Regions from separate parts of the Drosophila melanogaster genome. Here region 2 is linked to region 1. A link is a contact called in public Hi-C data. All regions are on one chromosome and are shown on one strand. The core of a region is the stretch at or near the end of the contact, and the rest is flanking DNA. Distances in the headings are between cores, read along the strand shown. Region 1 holds the start of cert (ceramide transfer protein). Region 2 holds the start of CG7120.

Region 1 (6,347 bases), core at 2,486-4,985:
CAGCAATTAATCTCATCTGCATTTCGGCCTTATGCACTGGCCACGCCCACCGGCTGTTCACTTGTCTGCCCAAAGTGACAACTTGACACCGAATTTGTTTAGGTTTAATTTCCTTGTAGCGCTGTCATTGCAGAGAAACTCTGCCCAGCATTTTGCTAATTGATTTACTTGAAGGGAAAAGTTATTTGCTAAGTACGTTTAAATATTTGGTGAGCTAAACAGTGTTTTTAACAATATGTTAATTAGGGAAACGTCAACGGTTTTAGGGATATATAATAGTAATTACTTTTTTAAATAAAATTGGTACTTTAGAAACCAAAATTTCATTTGTGCTTCTCAAATTGGCATTAGGCGCAACTTATGACTTTAAAGTTGTTTATAGCTTTCAAGCCTTAGAGATGAAGGCAATTTATTTTTGTTTTACAAGGTTTAGGTAATTAAATAGTAGGAAACGTTGTAAAGGTTATGCTACAAATCACCCTTTTATTTCATTCCTTTTCTTGAGTTTCCTTGCAGCCACTTGTGCACTACCAGAATCTCCCCTAACACCTCACATGTATCAAAGATTTTGCACCACTAGAAACGCCCACCGGCCTGCTTGATATCTTGTTTATAACAGTTGTAACGTTACCAAATTGAGAGAAACTCTGTCAAACCTTTTGGAAAATTAAGTCCATGAGTTTGAAGGAGTGTGTGGAGTAGGCTGGAATGCCTTGGTCTAGATAGCTGTTGGAACCTGCACCTCCCAGTTGGCCATCAAATTGCAGCCTTTGGGAAAGTGCTGGCGCATCTGGCTGGAGCTCTAATGATTGCCCGGATCGCTAACGGATAGCAAATACTCCATCTATCTATGGATACCTCAAAGCGAACCAAACCGAACCGGCTGTGGCAAGTTCTTCGATGCATCAGTTGCATCATTGGTGGTGCGGTAAAAGTGCGTCTTGCTCCATTTAGATTCTATTCGGGGTGAAATCGACTTCTGGAGTCAACAGGTTTCGTTTAGACTTATAAATCAATTTGTTAACATGCTTTCACTGAATACACATGCGTATTGCCAATTCTTCTTGCAACTGCGATTGATGTCGATATGTGTAGCTATAGCTGCAAGTCGTAATCGAAATTCATGCTGCCAATGCTAACGGTTTGAGTCAGTGCACCTGGAACAATGCCAAGAAGGCTAAGAAGTGTGGAAAAGCTTTCCCAAAAAATCGACATGAGCCACAACATAGAGCTCCAAGCAAAGAAACCAGTTGAAAATATGAAAATCGAGGGGGATGCTTCGAGGGGAAATCTAGTTGAGAATGCAGAATGGGGTGAGCGATTTAGTAGGTGAGTCCATGTGTGCGCCACAATTGCTGTTATACAACCGTTGTATAATGATGGCCATTAGGCCAGTCTTTTGCCAACTCAATTGCTAGGCGGTCGAAATTGGAATGGGACTCCGTGTCTAGTTGAGTTTGTTGCCTAAGTCTTTTGTTTGAGTTTTCACCTCTGCAGGAGCAATCAAATTAGTTACCCATGCTGCCTACTTACTCCCAGTGAAAATAAAGTAATCAAGGATCTCCATTATAATAATGATCAATCAATCATTTGCACTCTAATCACTATTATCAGCATCTAATCATTATTATGACAGCATTCAATGGATGTTCAGCAACGAGCTTGGAAAAAACTATTTAATACGAGAATATCTAAAAACTAAAGTGTTATGTTTGAGTTATGTTGATCTTATCTTTAAAAGCCTCTAACTTATGAGCTGTGTTTACTTATTAGACCATAATTTGTCTGTAAAGCTGTTTCTCCACCTTTGCAATAACAATTTTTTATTACCATCTCAGCACTCATCACTCAACGTGACCATGGAGAAGGTGTTAAGGCGATGCAGTCGCCTGCTCCTCCTACTGCTGCTGCCACTTGTCAGCTTGTGTCCAAATGCATTGGCACTCAATCGACAGGCGGATGCTGGCCAGGCTTTGGATATGGCAGCGCAGCTGGCGGATGCGGAAGCCGAAGCCAGGCCGGATTACGATGCCGATTCCCCGGATACGCCGCACATACGCAAGAAGCGACTCATCTGGATTACGGATGATGGCAGATTGGCCCTGCCGCCGGGCACTTCGCTGACATTCGTGCCAACCATTGCCATGCCCCTGGTTCGGCATCCGCCCGAGGGATTCTTCTCCAACCTGACCATCAGTTTTCCCGTCACCAGTGCGTAGACAGCTCTCAATGTCAATGATTAATCAATTAACTCTGATTTTTGTTGCCTCAATCCACAGTTGACTTCGACAAACTGGGCCTGACAGACAACCAAAATCCTCTGGGGGATCTGCCGCCGCTGTTCGCCCGCTCCTTTGGTCACGAGGCAGGCCACATGGTTGGTGAATATGTGGCGAGGTATCTGCATGTCCAGCGCAGGAAGAGGGATCTCAGCGAGCAGCGGAGCAGAAGCAACGAGGATCATCCCTTTAGGATACACGAAGAGGGTCCAAAGTATCCGGAGCTGCCAGCCGGACTGCAGCATATTTTCCATGGCGGAGAGCGGGTTTTGCTCTATGGCGTAGTGGAGGACTTTCTATCCACCTTTGGCATGGATGGCAAGGCCTGTTTGCTGAGAACCATTTGTGAGATGCACTCACGAAGTTTGGAGAAGTTCGGTGTCTTTGGAGAAATGACAAAGCTATTTTTAACGTGAGTAATTTCCTCCTTTCAATCGTGATTCTTTGTTACACAGATCTCTCTTATAGGGTAACCAAATCTCCGTTTTCCGACCTGGTACCCGACTATGTACAAGCCCAGGAGGTGGGCGAGGGAAAGCAAGCACCAGGAGAATGTTTTCCCTACTTCAAGGACTGTCCGAAGAGTATATTTAAGGCCTTGTCCAGCAAGTATAGCAAACCAGCTCCTGCGAGCAAGACGAAAAAGACAAAACCCACAGACAGACCGGTGGGCGAATATCATGAGGAGCAGGTCATTCAACTGCCCACCACTCGGGATCAGGACAACAATGTGTATATGTAGAACAATGACCAACTCCCATGCGAACCCCTATTGTTGACCTCGTCTAGATGTTAGGATTACGATTGAGTTGAGCGCGTCCTCAAAGTCACTTGCTTGTAATTAACGTGTACTAATTAATTTATAATTATTTATTTTATTTACGCATTGTATTTATTGTTAGTCGTAGGCGTTGTTAATTGCTTAGATTTGTATCCATGTTTGTCTAGTGGTCTGTAAATAATTGAAATTGTGGCATAATTCCTTCCTTTCAACAAATGAAAACGTGTCGAATGAATAGAAAATAAATTTCCCTTGAAAGGTGCTTTATAATTGTTTTCATTCAAATAACAACTTACGGCAATAATGGCCAAGATATGTACAACATTGCGTTTTTAGATTTAAACTGGCGCCAAAAACGACAACTGCCTGCATTGCACAGCACTATCAGCAGTTACAAATCAAAGTTTGAAACCAAATTAAAGTGGTTACACTGGCAGCTAGATTTGGGTACTCTCCATGTTTTTGTGAAAGTAATATATGAAGCAAAATAATACTTAACGGTACTTAGTGCTCGGTTTGTAGTTATGTAATTACTTAACTAATTGCTCATTTTAAAGGGAAGATTTAAATTCAAATTTTGTGTATTTATAAGAAGAAGAAAAAGGCACTTCTGACAACTATCGAGAGTAAGACATCGATAGCGTAACGACTTATCGAAGGAACCGTCGGTCGTCAGACCATCTCTAGGTCAGCTTTGTTTTGGTTTTGCAGCGAAAAAAACATCAGCGTCGTGAGTTCTCTTCGCTTATTTACCAAGCCTCCCACAAACAAGCCAGAGCATTACGTGTTGCACAGATGTTTGCGGATCGTCGAGGAAATCAATAAACGAAAGGTGAGTGCTCCTGGGTGGGGGCCAGCTGGCGCTTCAGAACCGCGAAAAGGCGGTGCTGTGAGTCAGGCGATGCGATCGCTGATTGAATTGGATTATCACGATAGGAGCTCCCATCAAATTGCCAGCCGGCATTGTAGTTGTTTACATTGCGCGGACGTGGCGCAATATATTTTTAATCTTCTGCGGCAACCTGCTGATTAAGATACCCCCGAACCGTTTCATTGTATAGATAACTTGGCAGTTGAACTCCGGAGCTGGAAGAGGATGGACACGAACGCTGGGGAGTCGCTGGGAGCATCGCCGCCCTCGAGCAATGAGGCAGCGGCGGGATCACAGTCCCAGAGCGATGCCTCCGAGGAGGAGGAGTATCTGGACAACAGTATCGAACTGAGGGGCTATCTCAGCAAGTGGACGAACTACATCTATGGATGGCAGCCACGCTACATAGTCCTGAAGGATGGTACACTCTCCTACTATAAATCCGAATCGGAGTCGGATTTCGGGTGCCGCGGAGCCATCAGCCTGACCAAGGCCACCATTAAGGTAGGACGGCCGAAAAGAGAGAGGGTGGAGCTCCTTCCCCAAGTGCTTTCAATTGGACTAATAAAAAAGTAATGGGCGTGAGTGTGTGCGCATGTGTTTGCGACACATTAACCAACGATGACCGCGACCTGAGGTCTCCGTTTCCATTCCCAAGCCAATACACCCATTCCCAATCCAATTCCGAGCGACGCAATCAATGCAGCGCAATCAATTAACGTTGGGCGACCAAAATAGACCAAAATTGAAGTCATCAATGTAAGTGGGGTACCCCTCAGACCTAGGCGCTGCTAGAAGGCCTTCTGTTGACAGGAGGGCGTGTTGTTCTAGGAGGGTGTTTCGCCATGAGTGTGTACTTATCTATTTATACTGTAGGAGCTGCCAAAAGCATATACACAATGCTGACTCACTAGAAGCGGCCCTTCCATTCATTCGCCTTGACTTTGCGAACACTGATCTTATTCAAAGATATTGAAGCCTCATTTAGTTCAAAGAATTTTTCCCAACAATCCAAATAATAATTATCACCGATTTAATCGATCATGATTGGATTACTTGGATTACTTTACAGTGAAACCAGCTCACTTGTAGTTTAAGTTACTAATAATTGGATTTATTTGCAAGTGATTCATTTAAAATTTTAATTAATTTTCACAAATTTCTCTTAGTGTTTTGACTCATTCAGGTTCCACTGTAATTTCCATTTGCCAACAATAATCTTGTATTCGGGTGTTTTCCTTGTTGATTTCATGTTTACCACTGATTTGCGTTCCGCTATAATCAACCATTCAAAGTTAATTAGGTTTTTTTTTCGTCGAATTTATTGTATTTCGTTTTAATAACTGGCTTATTACTGGCATGAAATTTTCATTTAAAATATAAGTAAGATAAACCGTTTATTTGTACCTATTTTGTGCCTTTTACTAAGTTCAAGTTTATTTTTCTTTTGTAGGCCCATGAGTCCGACGAGCTCCGATTCGATGTTGTGGTGAACAACTTAAATAACTGGTGCCTGCGGGCAGAGACCAGCGAGGACCGCATGCACTGGGTGGATGTGCTGCAGCTGTACAAGGCGGACTCCGGCAGCACGGACACCACTTCCTTGCGCCGCCATGGCAGTACCATGAGCCTGCAATCGAACACTATCTCGCTGACCAGCGGAGGAAGCCTAAAGAAGACGCAGCGCAACCTGCGCGAAAAAGTCGGCGAGCTGGAGACCTTTAAGGATATACTATTTGGACAGATCGAGACTCTGCAGCGATACTTTGATGCCTGCTCGGAGGTGAACAAAAACAATGCGCAACCACTGGACCTGGGCGACGGTCTGAAGTCCATCGATTTCAAGGTAAAGTAGTGCACTTATCGGGCCATTGGTATATGTACAGTGTACTAAGCAAAACACTCGATTTTCTCAGGGCGAATCCATCACGTTTCGGGCCACAACGTCCGGCGTGCTAACCACCCTGCAGCATTGCCTAGAAATCATCGCCGAGAGCGATGAGTCATGGAAACGGAAACTGGAGCGTGAAATAGATAAGCGTCGACGTTCTGAGGACCAAAGCAAGTAGGTTGACCTAGTCGGAATAGATTCCTACAAGAAGAAGCAATTTCAATTACCTTTTTTGTATTTGCTTGAAAACCATACGTTTCTTTAAAAATTATCATGCTATTTCATGGTTTAATTTATTTAAAAAAGGATTAATAATGTATTTAAATTTAATGTGTACATTCATTTCTGAAGTTTATTCATTTAAACGATATTAAAACTATGGTAAAATTCTATGTTTCTTCTTTGCAGAAAGCTCAAGGATGAAGTTGAGAAAATGAAGCGTCTATCGTATCCTGGCCCAGATTTCGAGGTGAGTTCAAGTTTACAGCTCTCGTAAAAGCAAAAGCGTAATCGCATTCACGGTCA
Region 2 (6,347 bases), core at 2,565-5,064, 110 kb before region 1:
GAGCACCGATTTCCTGCTAACCGGAAGTGGTCGGTGCTGGATGGCATGGAGCACTCCTCCTGCCCGTCGGGTCATGTGTACTTCCGGCTCCTCCGACTCTGAGGTGGATGGATCCAGCAATAGACGTTTCTCTGCCATGTCATTTAGGCTCTCGTCTATTTATAATCATAAATCAAATCACTTAGTTTAGATCAATCCGACTTTACTTTACTTTAATGGTAAACTTAAAATTTAATTTAAGCAAAATTGAAATGAACGTAAATTACTTTTATTGAAAAGATTGCTGATCAAATTTATTATTTTCATATTTTTATTCTAGAGAAATATTATTATTTGGGTTTAAAATCATTAAAGAAAACAGCTGATCGTAAAAGCTCTCGCTACATTTGCAGAAAGTCACGCTAATTATAATAACAAATACACATGTTGAAAGCGAAGTAAGCAATAAGAGTGTAAGTAAGCTAAAAGTCGAGTGTTGCGGCTATAAGATACCCATTACGCAGATGGTGAAGCGCCAGAGAGATATGCAAGTAGCAAAGCGAGTGCTGACCGAAATCGGTATACTCGCTTCTAGGGTATACAAAATCAAAACATTATTTAAAAGTGTGTGAGTAACCTGTTACATTCTTTTCAACGAGTCTAGCATACCCTTTACTCTACAAGTGAAACAACAAATTAACTTGTATTTTGTAAGCTAAGTAAGAAAGGCTTATTTACATAAGTTTCACAAGTCGCGTGAACTAATTAATAATTTTTGATTGACTTACTTGTTAAATGAGTATTGCAGTGATTTTAGATTCATTGGCGTATTATTGTCGTTTTTGCAACTGAAATTAAAGTACAATGCATATGTATATGTAAGTAGCTGACGGATGCAAATTTTTTCGTTAGCTGGAAAACTCATTTTCCACTTATTACAAAGGTCAGTTTTCAGTGTCGCATACATTTTCTGTGGAAACAATGAATAAATTATGTTTTTTTTTTTTGCAAAACATGCAAAAAAGAATATGATACTGCTGATGAGTTTATAATTGGCGAATTCCGGAACTTTGCATTTCAAAGCTGATTTACAAATGTTTTTTTCTGTAGTCACTCTCCAGAGTACATAATCTTGTGATTTTTCGTTTTCAATATCTTTCAGTTGTATAATATATATATGTATATATAGTTTGAGTTCATAAGGGATTTAGTTGCATTTATTTTTAGATATAAGGTACTTGTTTGTGTTTTAAAGGATTATAGATCTTTATTCACACATTGTTTGGTTTTCACCGATTTGCACTAGTTTACATTTTTGTTTATTGTTTATAATAATACACGTGCAGATTTTCGGTTCAACAAACGTTTGAATACGTGCAACGCACTTGAATACATTTTCCCATTCAAAACAATTAAAGCACTCTTTTTTTGCCAGCCAGCAAGCATATAAATAACACGTTGTTTGCCAACCTTGGATGGGCGCATTTTGGGTGGTTCGAAATGGGGTGGCGGCCTGCGAATTCAATTAATGGAAATGCAACGTCTGCTAAGCGCCAGGTACATCGTTCTGCCAATCTGCTAATCTTGCGCCAGCGGTCCGAGCACTATGACGACGGAATCGCGAATGCGACTGTAGCCCAAGCACAGAAATAGGTTTGGGTACCAGGCCCACCACCAGGCTAATGGGTATGTGGGAGCGGGGATGGTCTCGGGGATCTCGGGGATCTTGGGGGGTCTGGGAGCCCGAAATGGGAAAATAGAGCTGATGATGCCACATGATGGATCTGTGATTCGCCTTCGCCAATGCCGCGATTATTTCATCGATCACGACTCGGTACGACTACGATCATTAGTTTTCACTTTTTTGCAGTTTCTCATGTGGCAAACATTGATCAGATATTTTGTTGTGTTAATCCATGACACGTTTTCATAGCTATCTACAATAAATATAATTATGCGATATTCATGCCCAGCACTGGAAGACCAGGTGTAGTTCGGCACTAAGCAAATGTTTGCAGCCAAGGAATATTTTCTTTTTTTTATAAATTAAAATTTCTTGATTTTAGGTTTAATAACTTAACAGATAGATCCTGATCAAGAATATATACACTAGTGGGCATAAGTATTTGGACAAGAAATATATTCAATATATTTGTTTGTAACTTATTGTTTACTTAAAGCAAAATTTTTAGATAATTTTAGTAAATAGGTTGACTATCGTAGTTGAATTAGATAACAACTTAGCAGTGGCATAAGTATTTGGACAAATTATTTAAATGTTATAAATTGAAAAGAAAAAAAAGTCAACTAAAAAATTAAAACAAATTAATAAAAAATATACCCTCTCTATCCCTTTAAAGACGTTTTGGTACAGACTGTACCAAGCTGTGGATATAATCTATTGAAATATCCTTCCATAAGGTTTGAATTTTCAAAATCGTTTCTTCGCGATTTCTAGATAAAATTGTTTCGGTAATCTAACAAAAAAAATTTTTTTTTGAGCAGTGAAACTCAAAAGAACATTGTTCCAGAATGATGCAGGCTGACTAACATATTTTTTGGAAAAGTCGAGGCGCTTTAACTTATTTCGTGGAATTATTAGTGGTATAACTCTACTAACATATGTTCCAAAATCATTCATACTTTTCAAGTCATCAACAAACAAAAAAAAAAAAATAAATAATAATAATATAAAATTAATATAATAGTCGAATGTGAGTAAATGAGATAAACACAATTGTTAGAATTTAAAGGGCACTACGCATATGTGGGTTTACAGATATGGGAATTGTGTTAAATAAAGCCAGTTTTGCCTCTATTTCAAACAATGATAAGTGCTAGAAGACTTTTTTTTTAATAACAGGAAGGGCGATAAAATGTCTGTTCAAAAAATATTTATGTTAGTACATGTGGACTGCATTTCATTTGTATTTTGCCAGCTATCAAATGTCGATTATGCCCCATTTTACAGCTTTTTCGACTTGGGCGTTTGCTGTATTTAGCGGATTTCATCTAATTGAATCCACAGTTCGGCTTGAACAATCATTTGGAAAAATTAGCGAGGCACCGACAAAGTCTGGCATTAAAAAGCGACATTAGTTTGGCGTGGCTTTTCACGAGTAGCCATGCATCTAGATAATGCATAGCATTTTAATGGCAAATGCACTTGGGGCATTACTATATAGAAATAATAATAATGAAACTATGGCTGCAGTGGCGAACGGGGTGAAGGGCGAACGGCGTGCTGTGGCATCCGGATACGCTGCAGGACACGAGGCGAATGTGTGAGTGTGTCGAGGACACTTTGCGGTGGTAAAAATAACACATGCAATACAATACAACGTCACATGTGCATATATAACCCAAAGGTGGGGTTGGGCGTCGACTGGGTGGCATACTATGTCAAGTTCCATTGAAGCGAACTGCTTCTGCTGCAGCGTCAGCGTAAATTTGCAATCGTTTTTTGTCGAGCACACTGCCTACAGATACAGATGCATGCACAGATACGGATACAACGCTTACAGATACACAGATACAAAAAGGGACGCACACGGATACACACACTCGCGCGCAAATGGCAAACTTTTCCGAATAGCCTGGGCAAGGATTCATCCCAGTTTTGGGGCCACTCACATATTCGCACACTCACATTTACCACTCGCCGCCATATGTACATCCCCATTGATTGCAGCAAATATACAAATATTTGCAGTCTGATTGCAAACGAACGAACTCGGTACTGTGCGCGATTGCGACTGAGGTCCTTGCTGGCGAAACGGATAACACGATACAACTGAGCGGATGTGCGACTGCCAGCGAGCGGAGACCCACGACGAATGACGACGAACCGTTGCCGACGTGAGATTTTTTACACCCTCCCTGGGTGGCGGCAGCAGCAAGAACAACATGAGGCAGCCGGCAACATGAGACAACTACAATAACGCGCAACAGCAGCACCAGCAGGCCATACACTGAACAAAATCAATAGGCTGGTTTAATGATCATAAATAAAGTCGTATACCTTTCGATCTTAGAGCAGAGTAATGAAATTAACTTGACGTCTTTGAATAATAGCAGAAGTCCAATTACTCAACTATCAGATACCCAGTATTGCGAGGAAGAAACTTCAACATTTTTTGGTATGCCCATTGAATTGGCAAGAAAAATAATAAATTCCTTTAATAGTTAAAAACTTTTTACCAAATTTACAATACCTTTTAGAACATTTATTTAATTTCGCTGGTGACAAGTGGCTTTCTTTGCAGTGGAGCAATGTTTAAAATGCGCCTTTTAGATAAGAGTTTTAATCTGTAGAATTAGTTCTCCTTTGTTCTACAAATCGTTGAATTCTTCAGAATTGAAATCAAACAGTGATAGGTAGATAATGCTGTTTCAATGTTTGTATTCGACGCAAATTAAAACATTTAATTATACCCCTTACATTCAGAGTTAGAAGAGCTAAAAGGTTGAGATTAAGTATATAGATTCTAGAGACATAGACGCAGAGAAACTTCAATTTAAGTGATGTCATGTCAAGAAATGGTTTTTTTATGTATATAATATGGTGTTTTTATATTTTTTGTTTTTCACGTGCAATTGTTAAACGCGTTGCCTTGCACATTCGCGAGTGCTGACTGAAAGTATGCAATGTTTATTTGCGAAATGCCCTATGCACAGTTTGACACTCACTGAGTCTGTGCGGTTTGAGAGCCGCTGACAAGCGGAATGCGGAGAATTTGAAATTTGTGAGCTTTTTGCTACGTGGAAAGTTGTGCATGCTTCTTATTCCACAAAAAACGGAGAAAAAGGAAAAGAGTGGCCACAGCACCGACACCGAAGACTCCGATCAACAGCGCCACCCCCATTTACACTTACATTTAAATTGTACAGATTCCACTTGGGCATTCCAGCAAATCCAGGAAATAAGTTGCGGAATAAGTTAATTGAACAAATAAAACAATAATAATAATAATAATAACTTGGTTTACTGCTTCTTCGCGGGTATTTTCCGATAACGATATCGCAGGTGTATCGGTGTAGCTTTTATTTATAAGGATATTCACACTTTTATATATTAATAGCTTTTGACAATTTCTTGATCTTTTATTTTTAATCATGTATTTAAATAATAATACTATGTCGGGAAATGAAATAATGAGGCCAAACTTACAATAACATTTTTTTAATAAATACAAAACCATGTTTAAGATGTTTTTAAGCATATATAAAATTTATAGTGTTCCAATAAAATGATATTTAAAATATAAATATAATATAATATAAAATATATGAAAAGAATAATCGCGGCGGATAGCACTACAAATTAACTAAATACGTTTCCTAATGCTATATTTAAAACACTTAAATTTAAATCCGTAAGACTCATATAATCTATTTAAATAAAACAAAATACTAAAACCAATATCTTATCTTTTCTAATTGCAATCACTTAAGCTAATGAAAGTGTCGCGAATATTTACTGGTGTCATATATAGCTAATGAATAATCTATGAACTTCTGAATGGGGAAAAACACTTTGACTCTTTTTGATACTCACATATTCACATCCGAAAGACATTGTAAATATTTAAATCTAATCAAATGTTGCCTGTTTTTAAATGTTTAGATAAGATTCTAGGGAATCGTAAATTAAAACAAATCATTTTCGGTATATTAAATTTATATTAAACATAATTAAGAAAAGTAATTATTTGTGCCACGATGAACTTTTTCTATAAAAAACTTTTTTTTTAGTTTTCTATAAAAACTATTATGAATAAAGTGAATTCTGAGAACAATAGTTTGTGTACCTATCATACCACTTTTCAAGCCTTTTATTGTTCAGTAAATAAAAGGTCTAATGATAAGAACCGTAACTCATAATTGAATCATCGCATCTTGAAAGTTACATATAACAATTCCATATTGGTCATAGTTTTGCTGTGATTAAAGTTTAATATGAATTTAAGTCATATGGATTTGTTATCTCATTTGCTTCCATTAAACATTTCACACGGCTCCATTCATGAGCACTTTTAGCCAAGTTAGACTTTTAATAATATATTACCATTATTCTTTATCGCCTGTTTGTCGGAACGGGCATTTTATATGACCCACCATCTAGCCAGATACGATTAAGGTATAAATACTCCGTGGGCATTCCCAAGTTTTCAAGCTTTTCCAGCAACATGAAAGCATTCATAGCTATCCTGGCTTTGGCTGTGGCCTCGGCCTCTGGCGCCACCATGCCCCGTTTGGCCACCGAGAAACTGACCCCGGTCCACACCAAGGACATGCAGGGTCGCATCACCAACGGCTATCCGGCTGAGGAGGGCAAGGCTCCCTACACCGTCGGTCTGGGCTTCAGC

The links. Hi-C and Micro-C count contacts between places; a contact is called where the count stands out from the background.
Region 2: a Hi-C map of the Kc167 cell line shows a contact between it and region 1, with 1.6 times the contacts expected there. The contact joins the promoter of CG7120 here to the promoter of cert in region 1. A contact is called at or near these places in 7 of 107 Hi-C or Micro-C datasets (the Kc167 cell line, the S2 cell line, cellular blastoderm embryo and 2 more).

The regions. Positions count from the first base shown.
Region 1 is chr3L:8,287,258-8,293,604 of dm6, reverse strand. cert (ceramide transfer protein) reads left to right here and starts at 3,735. Exons shown (of 9, transcript NM_139942.5): 1 at 3,735-3,892; 2 at 4,122-4,435; 3 at 5,385-5,777; 4 at 5,848-5,996; 5 at 6,231-6,291. The coding sequence starts at 4,157. CG7201 reads left to right here. Exons shown (of 4, transcript NM_139943.2): 2 at 1,839-2,211; 3 at 2,280-2,691; 4 at 2,748-3,319. The coding sequence starts at 1,860. The coding sequence ends at 3,021.
Region 2 is chr3L:8,393,467-8,399,813 of dm6, reverse strand. CG7120 reads right to left here and starts at 3,814. Exons shown (of 5, transcript NM_001274649.1): 1 at 3,629-3,814; 2 at 768-827; 3 at 1-155. The coding sequence starts at 138. It overlaps Jon66Cii (Jonah 66Cii), which reads left to right and starts at 6,165. Exons shown (of 1, transcript NM_139960.2): 1 at 6,165-6,347. The coding sequence starts at 6,168.